3 separate regions of the Mus musculus genome follow, and all the other regions are linked to region 1. A link is a contact called in public Hi-C and promoter capture Hi-C data. All regions are on one chromosome and are shown on one strand. Each heading gives the region's core, a stretch centred on a gene start, on an enhancer-like site or on the middle of the called end of the contact. The rest is flanking DNA. Distances are from core to core; before and after follow the strand shown.

What was found. Promoter capture Hi-C pulls out the DNA fragments that hold promoters and counts their contacts. Hi-C and Micro-C count contacts between places; a contact is called where the count stands out from the background.
Region 2: a Hi-C map of muscle stem cells shows a contact between it and region 1, with 2.5 times the contacts expected there. The contact joins the promoter of Vegfc here to the promoter of Aga in region 1. A contact is called at or near these places in 5 of 39 promoter capture datasets (the 3T3-L1 cell line, liver, maxillary cranial neural crest and 1 more) and 2 of 484 Hi-C or Micro-C datasets (muscle stem cells and uterus).
Region 3: a promoter capture Hi-C map of liver shows a contact between it and region 1, with 2.7 times the contacts expected there. The contact joins the enhancer-like site here to the promoter of Aga in region 1. A contact is called at or near these places in 4 of 39 promoter capture datasets (the C10 cell line, liver and pre-B cells), 1 of 484 Hi-C or Micro-C datasets (ventricular fibroblasts) and 1 of 115 datasets of contacts at active chromatin or transcription factors (bone marrow-derived macrophages).

Annotation. Positions count from the first base shown.
Region 1 is chr8:53,509,343-53,513,872 of GRCm38.p6, reverse strand. Aga (aspartylglucosaminidase) reads right to left here and starts at 2,171. Exons shown (of 9, transcript NM_001005847.2): 1 at 1,942-2,171; 2 at 178-331. The coding sequence starts at 2,068.
Region 2 is chr8:54,075,456-54,079,430 of GRCm38.p6, reverse strand. Vegfc (vascular endothelial growth factor C) reads right to left here and starts at 1,899. Exons shown (of 7, transcript NM_009506.2): 1 at 1,506-1,899. The coding sequence starts at 1,652. Gm33153 reads left to right here. Exons shown (of 1, transcript XM_006509526.4): 1 at 1-3,361. The coding sequence starts at 1,658. The coding sequence ends at 2,497.
Region 3 is chr8:54,160,701-54,165,065 of GRCm38.p6, reverse strand. All of the region lies in intron 3 of Vegfc (vascular endothelial growth factor C), which reads right to left. Among named protein-coding and RNA genes, the nearest start is that of Gm33153, 79 kb to the right of the region's middle. Within about 2 kb of position 1,360, at least 45 of the 459 cell types and tissues checked have an H3K27ac peak or open chromatin away from gene starts, as enhancers often do.

The DNA.
Region 1 (4,530 bases), core at 922-3,421:
GGGTGACCTTTCGGCTTTTCTTTTCTTTTTTCTGTTCACTCTTTGTGTTGGAAGGGAGAAGCCCCATAAGCCGGGACTTCTGGCTGATGCTCACATTCATGCATCCTTCCAGCCTGCTCTGAATATGAGCCCACCTGACAGGAGAGCGCACAGACAAGTCCTGAAAAGCATCCTTACCCATCCATTATCATGGCATCCAGGGTGGTTTCGCCACCTTCATCAGGACTTCCTCCAAAGCCTACAGTCCCATCACACTGCTCCTTCTCACACACAGCACAGCCGTTCTCCACTGCATCCAGGGCAGAACCTCCAGATAGCAATGTCCACCACGCTGTTAAATTCCAACAGAGCTTATGTATAGTCATATATATTTTCAATGTGAAATGCAACAAGCCAAGAACAGTTTGAGATGTCTAAGTTTTTTTTTTCTTAACATTTATACTGTTAAGCTGAAATTTTAACAAGTCATTTTACCAAATGGGAACATTACAACAGGGAAATTAGAATGATACAGACCAAAGTATATGACTCCTTACTATAAAGAATTCAAAGAGGTTGGCTCTTAGTGGAAACTATTTAAAAAACTTATCAGTAACTATTTTTCTCTGTGTAAAAAATATGCCATCTTTAAGAGAGATAACTGAAACTATTTGGAGACAGTTGAACTTTAAAGTATTTTGAATTACAGCTTAACATTTCTTCATTTCTGTTTTTCTCATCTTGTGAGCTAGGGTCTTGCCATCTAGCCCTAAGCCCAAATGAAAATCCATGTACAAGTCTAGGCATGTCTACAAGTCTGGGTCTTCCTACCACAGCTACCTGAGAGCTGAAATTACAGGCATATGTCACTCATTAGATTACTAAAATATGCATATTTCACACTCTCAATGAGAACAAGTATCCCAGCAAGCCTCAGCAGAGTATTACAGTGGCAAATGACTTCATGTGGGTGAATTAATCTCACCTTCATGCAGCTTCTGAGATAATATTTTATAATTATAATTCTCATTTTCAGAAGAAAAGCACAGACATGGATGAAGTAATTCATTCAAGGCCACACAGTATATTTCAGAAGTTGCCCAGTTTCAAAAAGGCATTTCTCTAAGGTGTCCACGTTTCTTGTTTGTGTTTTGTGGTGTTCTTTGAGTATCGAGTGGGTAGGTATTGAAAGGAAAGACGTTTTACTTATAATTCCATGGATGTTGGTTTTAAGAAGTCTCCCCTCCCCAACTTCAATACTAGTAACTTTCACAGAATCATACCATGCATATAAAGGTGGAATTTCTTTGTTTGGTTATTGTTAGGAGGTCTCTTTCTTGGTCTGATTTCTCACTAACTCTGCTTCCCACACATCCCCGATAACATACAGATTTTTTCTGCACTGGATTCTGGATCCAACAGTGTCCACGAACATTTAATGTGATAGCAGTCTCAAGGGTGTCAAGGTTGGGGGCAATAAGGTACAATCCCAAGAAACACTGAAGATAATTTGAATGTATAAGTGATAAGGGCAGCGTCACAAACATTGATCAAATACATATGCATCCGTAGGAAATTATCAATTGTTTCCTAAACTGGAATCCAGAAGATAATGGAGAAACAGGAAGGAGGCTATCACAAGAAGTGTAGAGTGGAGGAAAAACTTTGTGGCAAAAGACTGCCACAAAAAGTGAGGCAGGTGACCCTGTACAAGTATAGCTAAGAGGCCCAATGTTAGAGGTCAGACAAGGTGGTGCAGGAAGCAGAACAATACACCAGATCCTAAAATGCAGCAGGGGCAGGGAAGATGGAGAGGGTCTGGTGTAAAGTCAGAGATGCAGGAAGGAGAGGAGGCTCGGCCTTCTGCAGCGGGTTCCCTCCTGCAACCTTAGGGACTGAGTGCAGCTTCCTGCAGAGGAGCTCACACAGTGCAGCCACCCGCCCCGGGCTGCCGCTCCCCACCTGCTTCAGTGGCATTCTTAAAAGGCCAAGTGTTGACGACCAGGGGCAGAGGGCTGGAGCCCCGCACCAGGGGCATGCCCAGGACCAGCAGTAGGAGAAGCAGAGACAGATTCGACTTCCGCTCCATAGCTGAGTGACCCGCCGAGCAGCGTGAAAAAAGTCCCCGCCGGCCGCGCGCCCAGCCGGCCAGCGCGAGAAAGGTCTCCACCAGCTCAGACTCAGGCAGACTCGTGATTCCCTTTAGTCTCATCCCCAACTTCCTCAACTCTCGCGAGACAACGAGGCCTTCTATTGGCCCAGTGAAGGTTTTTTTTTTTTTTTCTTTCTTTTTTTCTTTTTTTCCTTTTTTTCTTTTTTCTTTTTACAAATCTGATACTGTTTCTTTAGTGGTCTGGTCTGTCGACCTCTTTTTAGTTCTTTGTGAAAAGATACATACATATAATACTAGTACTTTTAGTGCTTAGCCCATTTTTTAAAGGGAGATTGACCTTATTGAAAATGAATATGAAAATATGTTACCCTAGTCGCACGATGCTTGAAAACTCAGATAACTGATAAGATATTATATGAGTTTTATGCATTTGCCATCTTAACTGCAAATTCAAGGTAGACAGCCAGCCCGATCTATAATCTACCCTGGACTTTCATTAAATTTTTAAAATGACTATAGAGTATAGGAGAAGTGCTCTTGCTTAGGACCTAGCTGTTTGAGGCATTTTCGACACAGACTTTTACATCCTTTCTTCACCACAGGTTTTTGTAGGACGTCCTTTAGTTACAAATCCCTGAGCTGCAGGGAAAGGACATGCTGGGCAAACAGAAACGTACCCTGTACATTGCCCACTGAAGTGCAGATTCCTTGCCTCCAGCCAAGAAGTCTAATTCCAGTCTTTTCTGAAGGTATTTTATTTTATCTTTGTGCCTGGCACCATTAAGTACTAAATAAATGTTTGAATAAAAGGAGAAATGGGAGCTTTACATGCATGGTACCGGCTGCTCATTTTGATAATTCAGTTGCTGTGCAGATGTGTGAGCATGGACCAGTAATCCCACTGGGACTCTGGGATGCTTGTCCATGTAGCTCAAGGAAGGCATAATTTTAAAGAGCATCTATAAATCTATCCAGACTGGTAAAATATGAACTAGGTGAGAGTTGTGAGGCTTAGAGAGTCTTCAAGGTTCTCATTGCACGGAAACTGAATCTGCAATTTAAACAGCATAAGATATCCTAGAATCATCCCCAGGCAGGCAAGTGCTATTAAAAAGTTAGGTGTAATTAAAAAGAAACGACACATGATCCTTCTATGGGGTTTTGGAGGAGGACCAAACTATTTGTGCTGTGCTAATGAGCATAAAGCTCTTGCTAGGTGAGATGAGAAAGATGGATGAAACGGAATAAGAAAGCAAGGAAAACACTTATTGTCTTCGGAATTAATTTTCCATAGCACCTGAGTTGTTATTTATAAGTTCAAAGAACCGAGACATGCCTTCAAGAATTATAAAATATAATACATGGTAAACTAGTCATGGTTCCTGAAGCTCGTTTTGGGCAATATAATTTCTCCAGCTGAAAGAACCTAGACTCACACAGAGGTAGGATAGCAAGGCAGGCAAATTTAAGGGAAGAAAATTGGGGGGATGGGGACCCTCCCTCTTGGGATCTAATTTTCCTTTCCTGCCTGAGAATCATGAAACTTCAACAAAACTGATAAAGCTTTTAGTCTGCAGAGATTATGTATATTCCTAAGGACAGCTCAAACAAGGATGTTAGAAACAACACATGATCAGTGTTTACTTCAAGAAGACTGGGTGCTTCTGTCTCGGACTGTATAATATTAGCATCCCTGTCTCATCTCCAAGTATAAACAGTAGGCCTTACAAATCTCTTAGCTTGAAGGAAATGTGATTTAAATGGCAAGATTTTCTAAATCCTAAAACCTTGTAATTGTATCCATTAGGGAATGTAACTTAGCCAGTATTCTCTATCTTTCTTTGTGCTTGTGTCTCTGGGTGTGTCTTTGTCTGTCTGTCTGTTTCTGTCCCTCCCTCTCTCACACACACTCATACCACAAACACACACACATGCACAGAGAGAAAGAGAGAGAGAGAGAGAGAAAACGTAAGAAAGATAAAATAGATAAAATATATTGTAATAGGAATATTTGAAAGTCTCAATGTGCCTACTTTCTATGGGCATTTGTACTGAAAATAATGTGCAGTCTCAAAATATACACCATCTTTGGTGGCTGTTGTGGTACTCAGCCACTATGGTACTCAGTAAACTCATTTTGTATATGCTTAGAAAAATTGCTACAGCTACAACCTACATCCTATGGACGTTAGATAACTTTGGATAGTTGGATTGCTTCTGTATGACTATTAATTCTTTTTAGCTACTTGGTGAATACTGATCTTTCATTGCTTCTTAATGTAACTGCAGCCTTTTGCTTGATTTTGATGTACTTCTAAATTAAAATGGACATCTGTTAACAATACATGGTAAACTTGTAAAACATGGCCTGCCGTTTTCTTAGTATCTACCTCATTTCTTATTTCAATAATTAATTGTATGTAACAGCTATACATTGC
Region 2 (3,975 bases), core at 650-3,149, 570 kb before region 1:
CTCATACAAACATCCATGCTCTGATACAGTCATTTGGGATTGACCCAGACGTGACAGACTCCTTGAATAAACTATTGGCTTATCTGAAAAGGCTTCTCATTTAACTCAAGGCGTCACGCTTTCGTACTGTAAATCAAAGCCTAGCTATCATAGGCGATGGTGATGTTGTCTGACTAAGTCACAAGTATATCAGTTTGAATTTGCAGAGGCAGAAAGTGAATAGGTCTGGCAAACTTCAAAGGCTCGAATTACAGGAAGTATGATTCTGTCCCGAGCTTTATTTCTGTGGCACTTAGAGACGAGGATATTCTCGTCATTGTACGTATAGTGATAAGCGTGTGCTGAACATTGCAGTTCTCATAATGGACTGAAAAATCTGGTATTTGTATTTTTACCAAATGTAGACACAATGGTAACTTGATATCTTATAACCTAGTCTTGTCCGTATTAAAGTTTTTCTCAGACAAACCTTTCCAGGGAAGGTGGTTTGACCTCTGCACATTCTGTGTATGTTCACCAATAAAGTCAACTGAAAGTTGAGAGTAACACACCCCCTTCTATTTTTTTCCCCCCACTTGCAGTCAGCTACTATAAACCACTTCAGTCTGCTTCCAGCCAGGGGGCTTCGCAGTGCCTTAAACACAAAACTTTTGCAGGAGTTCAAGATCCCAACTATTACGCCAAGTATAAACTTGAAGATGTTATAAACATATTCTTTAGAAGGTTCAAGTGAGAAGTACACAAGATAAGATAACTGAGTCAGACAATCGGAATGTCTTCAAAAGTCCCTTAACGTGTTCAGGAAAGATGCTATTTCTCTTTAAAACAAAATAAAACAAACTAATTGATACTTTGATTTTTTTTTAATCTTATAGCCACTGTTTAGGAAAAGAATTGATAAAGTTTAGAAGATTCCAATTTCTGTTACATCTTGGATTTGACCAAGTTCAAGTTAATTCTGAAATCCAAAACCTTTAAGCCCAGTTTCTAAATTTACTCACACTTTTTCCAAACTAGCTCACAGAGCCTGGGGCCCCTGCTATGCAAACTCCAGGAGCATAAAACTCCGTTGTCTGGTCACACACCCCAGAAGCTCTTTGGAGTCCAAAACCAGCCAGGAAAAGAAAAGAGCATTTCCTACAGCAATGAAATTCTCTCTGGAGCCATGCCACTGGGGCAGGGTGCAAACTCCTCTGTTGGCAGGAGACCACTATGAAGGAGAAGGAATCTGTGTGACTGAACACCTCTTGGGCCCTTCCCTCCTCTAAGTTGCTTTCCTTTCTAGTAACAGCTTTCCACTGGGGGAGAGAAAAAAAGAAGAGAAACTTTGCTCCAAGCAAGCGTGCACCAATCTCTAACTTTGGATCCAAAGGTTAAATAAATAATTATGCACACACACTCCACGGCAGGTTCTCTGTACACCCAGTAAAGCCAAGCCCACACACAGTCCAGGACTTGGGAGCCTCGGATCCTCAGCCCGACCCGACGGGGTCCCTTGCACCTACCTTGACCTCGCCCCCGTCGGGCTCCGCTTCCGAGAAGCCCAGTCCCGACTCGAAGGCGGCGACGGTGGCGGGCGCCTCGCGCGGACTGGGGATCAGCGCAGCGGCGAGCAGGGAACACGCCAGAGACAAGAAGCACAGCAAGTGCATGGTGGATGGACCGGGAGCAGGGAGGCCGGTCCGTTGGCTGGCGCAGGCTGGGGCGTGAGGCTGAGGTCCTCTCCTGGTCCCTGTCCCGTGGTTTCCTCCCGGGGACCCCCCTGGGCGAGCGTCTCCCGGGACTCGGCGGCTCGCAACTTTTGCCCTCGGCTCTGGCAGCCCTCACGGGGGAGAGGCTCCCGGGTGTCAGGTACGAGCCTCACAGGAAACCGGACATCCGAACTGCCCTCGGTGGCGGCCCGCGAGGTGAAGCGAGGGCGCCGGCTCCGCCGATCGCGGTTTTGTTTTTGGTGTTTTGCAAAGAAGAGGGGGTGGGGTGGTTAAGCCCAGTCACCCCGCGATGTTCCACTCGTCCCGAAGAGCCCTCGGGTCCCTCGTCCCCCCTCCTCCCTCCCCTCGCCCGAAGTGAAAGGAGCCGGGCCGCGGGAGCCGCGGGAGAAGGCGGTGGTGGCGGCGGAGCCGGGGGGCGGGAGGAGGGCGGCGGGGCGCCCGGCGGCGGCGAGGCCCGCGAGCTCCCGGGCGCTCGAGCCTCCTGCGCGCGCGGGGCCGAGCGGTGGCGGTGGCGGCGGCGGCAGCGGGCGCAGGGGCAGGGCATGACTGATGCGCCCTCTGCCTGCGCTTATGTGAGAGAAAGCGGCAAGAGGGAGGGAGCGTGCCGAGCCCAGTCAGCCCTCCCCTCTCTTTCCCTAGGAAGCTTGCTCCCTCCAGCCCCACGCTTTCCTCCAGCCCCACCTCCATCCACTCTCCTCGCTTTCCCTTTCTCTGCCCTTCTCTCTGGGCTCTGCTGGGGTGTCGGGGTGGGGAGGCAGGGGCTCAAGTCAGGTCTGGGGGCTTGACTCTCTCTGCAGGACCAGTTTTAGGGGCCACATGACTGAGCTCAGCTGCTAGAAAGATGGGGAGGGGGGAGCAGGTACAGTGGGTAGGAGACGCACGCTTTGGCCCTGGCAACCCCTTGTGGTAAAATCCTTCTCCAGACATTCTTTATCCTGAGAAGTTTGGGACCAGCCTGAGACTTCTAAAACACTTCAGAGAAAAAGATCAACATTATAGCAGAGACCTATGGGGCCATAGTGCCCTTCCCAGCACCACCACCTCCACTGTTTTCTGGTTTACTTGAAGCAAGAATGCAAAGAGGGACATCTCAGAATACAGGGCAAGTCATTCATGCTAAGATCTTAGTGATCTTCCGGAAGACCTAAAGTTCCATCTGAAGGACAGATGGTCCAGAATCTTAAAGAACATTGATAGAGACACACCCAAACTGTATCTGCAAGACACACCTTCCATTTGCAAGAGAAAGAGAATGAAATGGGACAATTTATATGCTGAAAGAGCAAACAGCAGTGATGCATTTATTCTCTGGAAAAGCACCTAGGAACTCTGCTGTCTTCCTGGTGATGGCATCTGCTTTCCTGGGCAGGTGGGCAGATGGCAGAAGTTCCACTTAAGCTGCATCAACAGCATAGAGACATGAAAGGTCTTGCCTATTCAAAAACTATACTAAGTGCACTAATGTTAAAAAGCCACAAAATTGTCGTTGGAGGAAAGACGTTTCCTTGTAATTCAAATAATATGATCTGGAGGTCTCCTTGCCCAACATTTCCGTGAGTGCTTAAATACCTCTACAAACAGTGAATGCCCCTTGCCCTGACTGTGCTTCCCTTTATTGAAGACTGACATCATTGAATCTTCCAACTACCCATTGCTTTTGACTTTGGTATTTTGCGTACTTCGTCTAATGTAAATTCCACATGTTAGCCCCTCAGATATTTGGAAATATCTGTCACGTTCTCCCAGGGCTACTTTTCCTACCAGTGAAAGATTCCTTTTTAGTTTAACCCGACAGTTCCAATTATCCTCATCCATCATGCTAAGTTTATCTTCATAAAGTACGCCGTTCAGAACATGGCTCCATACTTAAAATACCCCAACGAAGCATGCAGAAAAGGAGGGGTCTTCCTTGTCTAGAAAGCAAGCATTTGTTGACATAGCATTGGACCAAGTTTATTTTCTGGCAGCCAAGTCATGCTGTTGATGCAAAGAACTCTTAAAGTTGACCAGATTTCTCAAGAAATCTGCGTGTGTACTAATATTTAGTTATGTCTGCACTACTCTGCATTTGTGGCAGGAGTTGTCTTCTGGGCTCTAACTTGTGTCTCATGGTTTATCATGAGGAAGTCTTACCTTGCCACAGACGGCCCCTCACAAGTTGCTAAGGCAATTTGGGAACTTGACATTTTCTGTATGTTCCCTTCTTTCTGTGTTCCTGTTGAACTGGCTGGATTTTGACTCAAGTAGAAATGGAGTGTCCTTG
Region 3 (4,365 bases), core at 111-2,610, 650 kb before region 1:
AACAGGAATATTGTGGGATACAAATATGTTCCTAAAATGAGACTTTTAAAGCATCTTCATATCTGAAATAGAATTCTCTTTTCTCTTTTCTTCTAATTATCCTAACTTTGAGCACATTCAACATTAAAAAAGAAAAAAAGAAAAAGTTGTGACTGGAAGGTATAAAAGCAATAATTCCTAAAAATGAGAAGAGGTGAAAGTTCAAAGTTCATGTCTGCAGTTAAACTTAGTGTCCTGGCCACACACCCACAGCTGTTCAAAGCCTTTAGAACTCAAGAGTAGATTTAAAATGAAAAGCAGATAGAAGAGTCTTGACACTCAGCTCTGAACACATTTTAACATACTGTGATGCATGAAACTCACACCACATTACAAATAGGTTAAAACCTCAAGTCAGGAGCTCTCAGAGTCCTTGATAAAATTCTTAACACCATCAATATCTTTATTTGACCAAAAGCAATGCTTTTTTTCACAGATTTATTGGTTAAAATAATATTTTCCTGAAGAAAATATTATTATTGCATAACTTTCTGCTAACTTTCCTGGTCAAGAGCTCTTTCTCCACATCAAGATGAAACCTGTTTTCTAGCAACTGTACTTGCCAAATATTAATTTGTTAAGGACACAACACAAATCACATTCCATTTAAAAATACATGAATACATACGAGTGGAATAAATTAATCTTCCATGCCCCTGCAGCATTCTGGAAGAAATATTTCTAACTACAGTGCAAATAATACCGCCTACTTGTACTATAAAGATCCATATTATACTGAGGTTCAAATGTATTCTGTTGTAAAAAAAAATATGATACATTGTATTCAAATATAAAGAAATAATGTTGGCAATACATATGTTTATATAATTTCTATAAACTTAAAGAAACAAATTGCTGTATCTTTTTGAGTAGGAAATACAGAATTTTAAATAATGCTTAAAATTAGTTCATGAAGCTAGACTGGTTTCTCTTGCCTAGTGCCTAATGACTATTTAAAAAAAAAACTGCTCAACTTCTTGAGAGCAAACTTCAGGCGTCACAGTTATACCTTTGGTCCTAGTAACCATGCATTCATTATTATGATCTTTATGATGCCATTTTGGGGGAAATGGGAACATTCATGGCACTTCAGACTCCACATGCACATTTTCATAGCAGATACCTTTCTTCTGGCTCTACTTTCATCAACAAATAACTTATTTTCTGCAAGATTCACTTTAGCTTTTGCTGTGATCTCTTAACTGTACAGCTTCACATAGGAAAGTACACTCAGGGCATGTTCACGTGAGTCTACGATGGCATTCCGTCAATATGCTTCTAGCCGTTCCAGGGGGAGCCTGCTGAAGCAGTTGCTATTGGTTACGTCAGTTTGGAATGCACAGACCATGTGGTTTCACTTTGCAACTAGAAACTGGCTTCCTTGTGCATTCTGATAACCTGCCCTTCACAAAGACCCATAAAAAAAAACCCACATTTCTATGAAGTTTCCATTTTAAAAATCAACAATTGGAGCATAACACTAGAGATGCTGGTGTTGTTAAGGTTTATATACTCAGACTGGTGAGGTTGGCTGCTAAAATACGTGTCTGAAACTTTAACAAAACAAAAGCTTGGGTCCCCCCCCACACACACACACACTTTTACCTTAAAGACATTTAACAGTAAGAAATTTATTGGAAAGACATCTTCACACATTCCCATGTGTACATTGAAAAAGTATCTTTTTTTATAAATATAGGAGAAAGTTATTCAGTGGAAGATTTAACAAACTGTATTAGTAAAAGGAGAAATAGAACTGAACACTTCCTTCCTGCCCTGGGGTGTTTCATGCTTTAGCTACAAAAACTCCATGAAAGCACTTTTGTAAACCTGTAGGGTTCTCATTTGGAACACATCCACTACTTTTAATAACTCTATGAGTATTAATTTTATTTTAAAATTTTAGTTTTAATTATGTGTATGTATGCAAGGGAGGGGGATTTTGTGTGTACACTGAGTGCAGGGGCCTGTGGAGACTAGAGCAGTTCTTTCCCCTGAAGCTGGAGTTACAGACGTTTGTGACCCATCAGAAATCAGTGCTGGGAATTGAATTCTGGTCCTGTAAAAAATTGGTACTCTTAACCTCTGAACCCAAATACTAATTCCCTTGGCCACATACTAAATTCTATTGGAGAGAATCTATATGTCATTACTTACTTTAAAACAACACTAAGTTCCACTCATTTAACTAAAGTTAAGTTAAGTTTATTAGTCCAAACAAACAAACAAACACAAGAACATCCTTTTGGAGGGAGGAGGACATGGTTTTACAAAATGAAAGGAAGTAGTGACTGAAACGAATAACGAATGGTGGTTTTACCTTGGCATTTGATTTTCTCTTCTAATAAATACAGTTAGTATTCATAAGAATTATAAGCTTCATTTGATAGTACAACTATTAAAGTTATTCTTTCTCCCAAATTAGAAGTGGAAGACACGGCCACTTCACTAGATTTCTGTGTCCAACTTCATTCTAGCATCTGCATCTTTTAGTGCTTTCACCATCACAAAACCTTCATACTCAAACTCAACCTCTGACCTTGAAGTCATTTCCCTTCATTGAACCACTCTCTCTACTTGGTGCCAAGTGTTGAGCACAGGCCAAGTATAGCACTAAGTATTCTCTAGGTTAATAAACAAACAATGTTTACATTCACAGAATTTAGAGCCCAGAGAATAAAAATCAATAGATAAAAATGAAAACAATGTCATGGGAATGTGGAAATGGCTTCTATGAGTAACCAAGCCTGCGGTTGAGCAGAACGTCACTAGGTAAATGGAAACTGCATTCACCACTGCAGGTGAACAGCTACTTAAGCCAAGAGTTATGGAATCTGAGTAGCAGTGAGAAGCAGCTTTTACAGGTGAAAACAATGACAAATGGGAGCTGAGAGGAAGAGACTGTAGAAAGCCCAGGGAAGTTGTGTCTTAAGGAATGGAACAATATTCAACTTAGTGTCTCTGTACAAATCAGACCTCATGATTTTTTTTTCAATATCCCATTCAGCAAACACAAGTTTATCAGCATGCTGGATAAATGCTGGCCCAACCTAAAGAACACAATGCTACTTAAAAGAGTTCAGGTCACTACAAAATGTTCCAAGTATATTGGAAGAAGCTAAGTATGGATATGGATATGGGACAGCACCTATTAGATTCCTGGTGAAAGATAAATATGGCTACATCAGGGTGAAGACATGATTTCGGTTGCAGAGATACTTGGAAGTTAGCTAGTGGGATCATTGATTGAACTTTTAGTTAAAAGAAAACTTGGCTTGGCCAAACTGATGACAGGGTAACTTAATAAGAGACAAACAACAGGAGAGGAAGGAGAAGCTTGCTTCTCAGGCAGGAGTAGGCATACCAACCAACTGCCTTCCTAGGAGAAAGCAACTGACTTCCTAGGAGTCACAATTTTAAAGCAGGGATTATGGCAATCAGGAGAGAGATGGAATGGATCACTATGAAAAACAAACACAGTAGATGAGAAGACATGAGTGTGCAGCTGGAAAAGGGATCTTCACACAAGTGTTAGCTGCCCCCTGAGGTTTCTTGAAGCCCCAGGGTTTCCACTGGTTAGAGCATTAAGAGACACCAGATGGACCATCTAGAGACTGCCATATCCAGGGATCCATCCCATAATCAGCCTCCAAATGCTGACACCATTGCATACACTAGCAAGATTTGGCTGAAAGGACCCAGATATAGCTATCTCTTGTGAGACTATGCTGAGGCCTAGCAAACACAGAAGTGGATGCTCACAGTCAGCTATTGGATGGATCACAGGGCCCCCAATAGAGGAGCTAGAGAAAGTACCCAAGGAGCTAAAGGGATCTGCAACCCTATAGGTGGAACAACAATATGAACTAACCAGTACCCCGGAGCTCTTGTCTCTAGCTGCATAGGTATCAAAAGATGGCCTAGTCGGCCATCAGTGGAAAGAGAGGCCCATTGGTCATGCAAACTTTATATGCCTCAGTACAGGGGAACACCAGGGCCAAAAAGTGGGAGTGGGTGGGTAGGGGAGTTGGGGGAGGGTATGGGGGACTTTTGGGAGAGGATTGGAAATATAAATGAGGAAAATATCTAATAAAAAATATTAAAATGAAAAAAAAAAGGAGACACTTACTTCTTTTCTCAGCTAGTGTGATGCTATCCTTTCTGTTTGCCACACTTCAGCTTCCCCTCCTCCCAGCCCTCCCTGTTCTTAGGCTTACATCTGCAAGCTATTGTAAACAGCACATGTCTAATACTGCCACTCTCCTCCTTAAAGAGGATGTTCACTGATACCCCATTGCTTTTAGAATAAGACTAGTGTAGTCATCA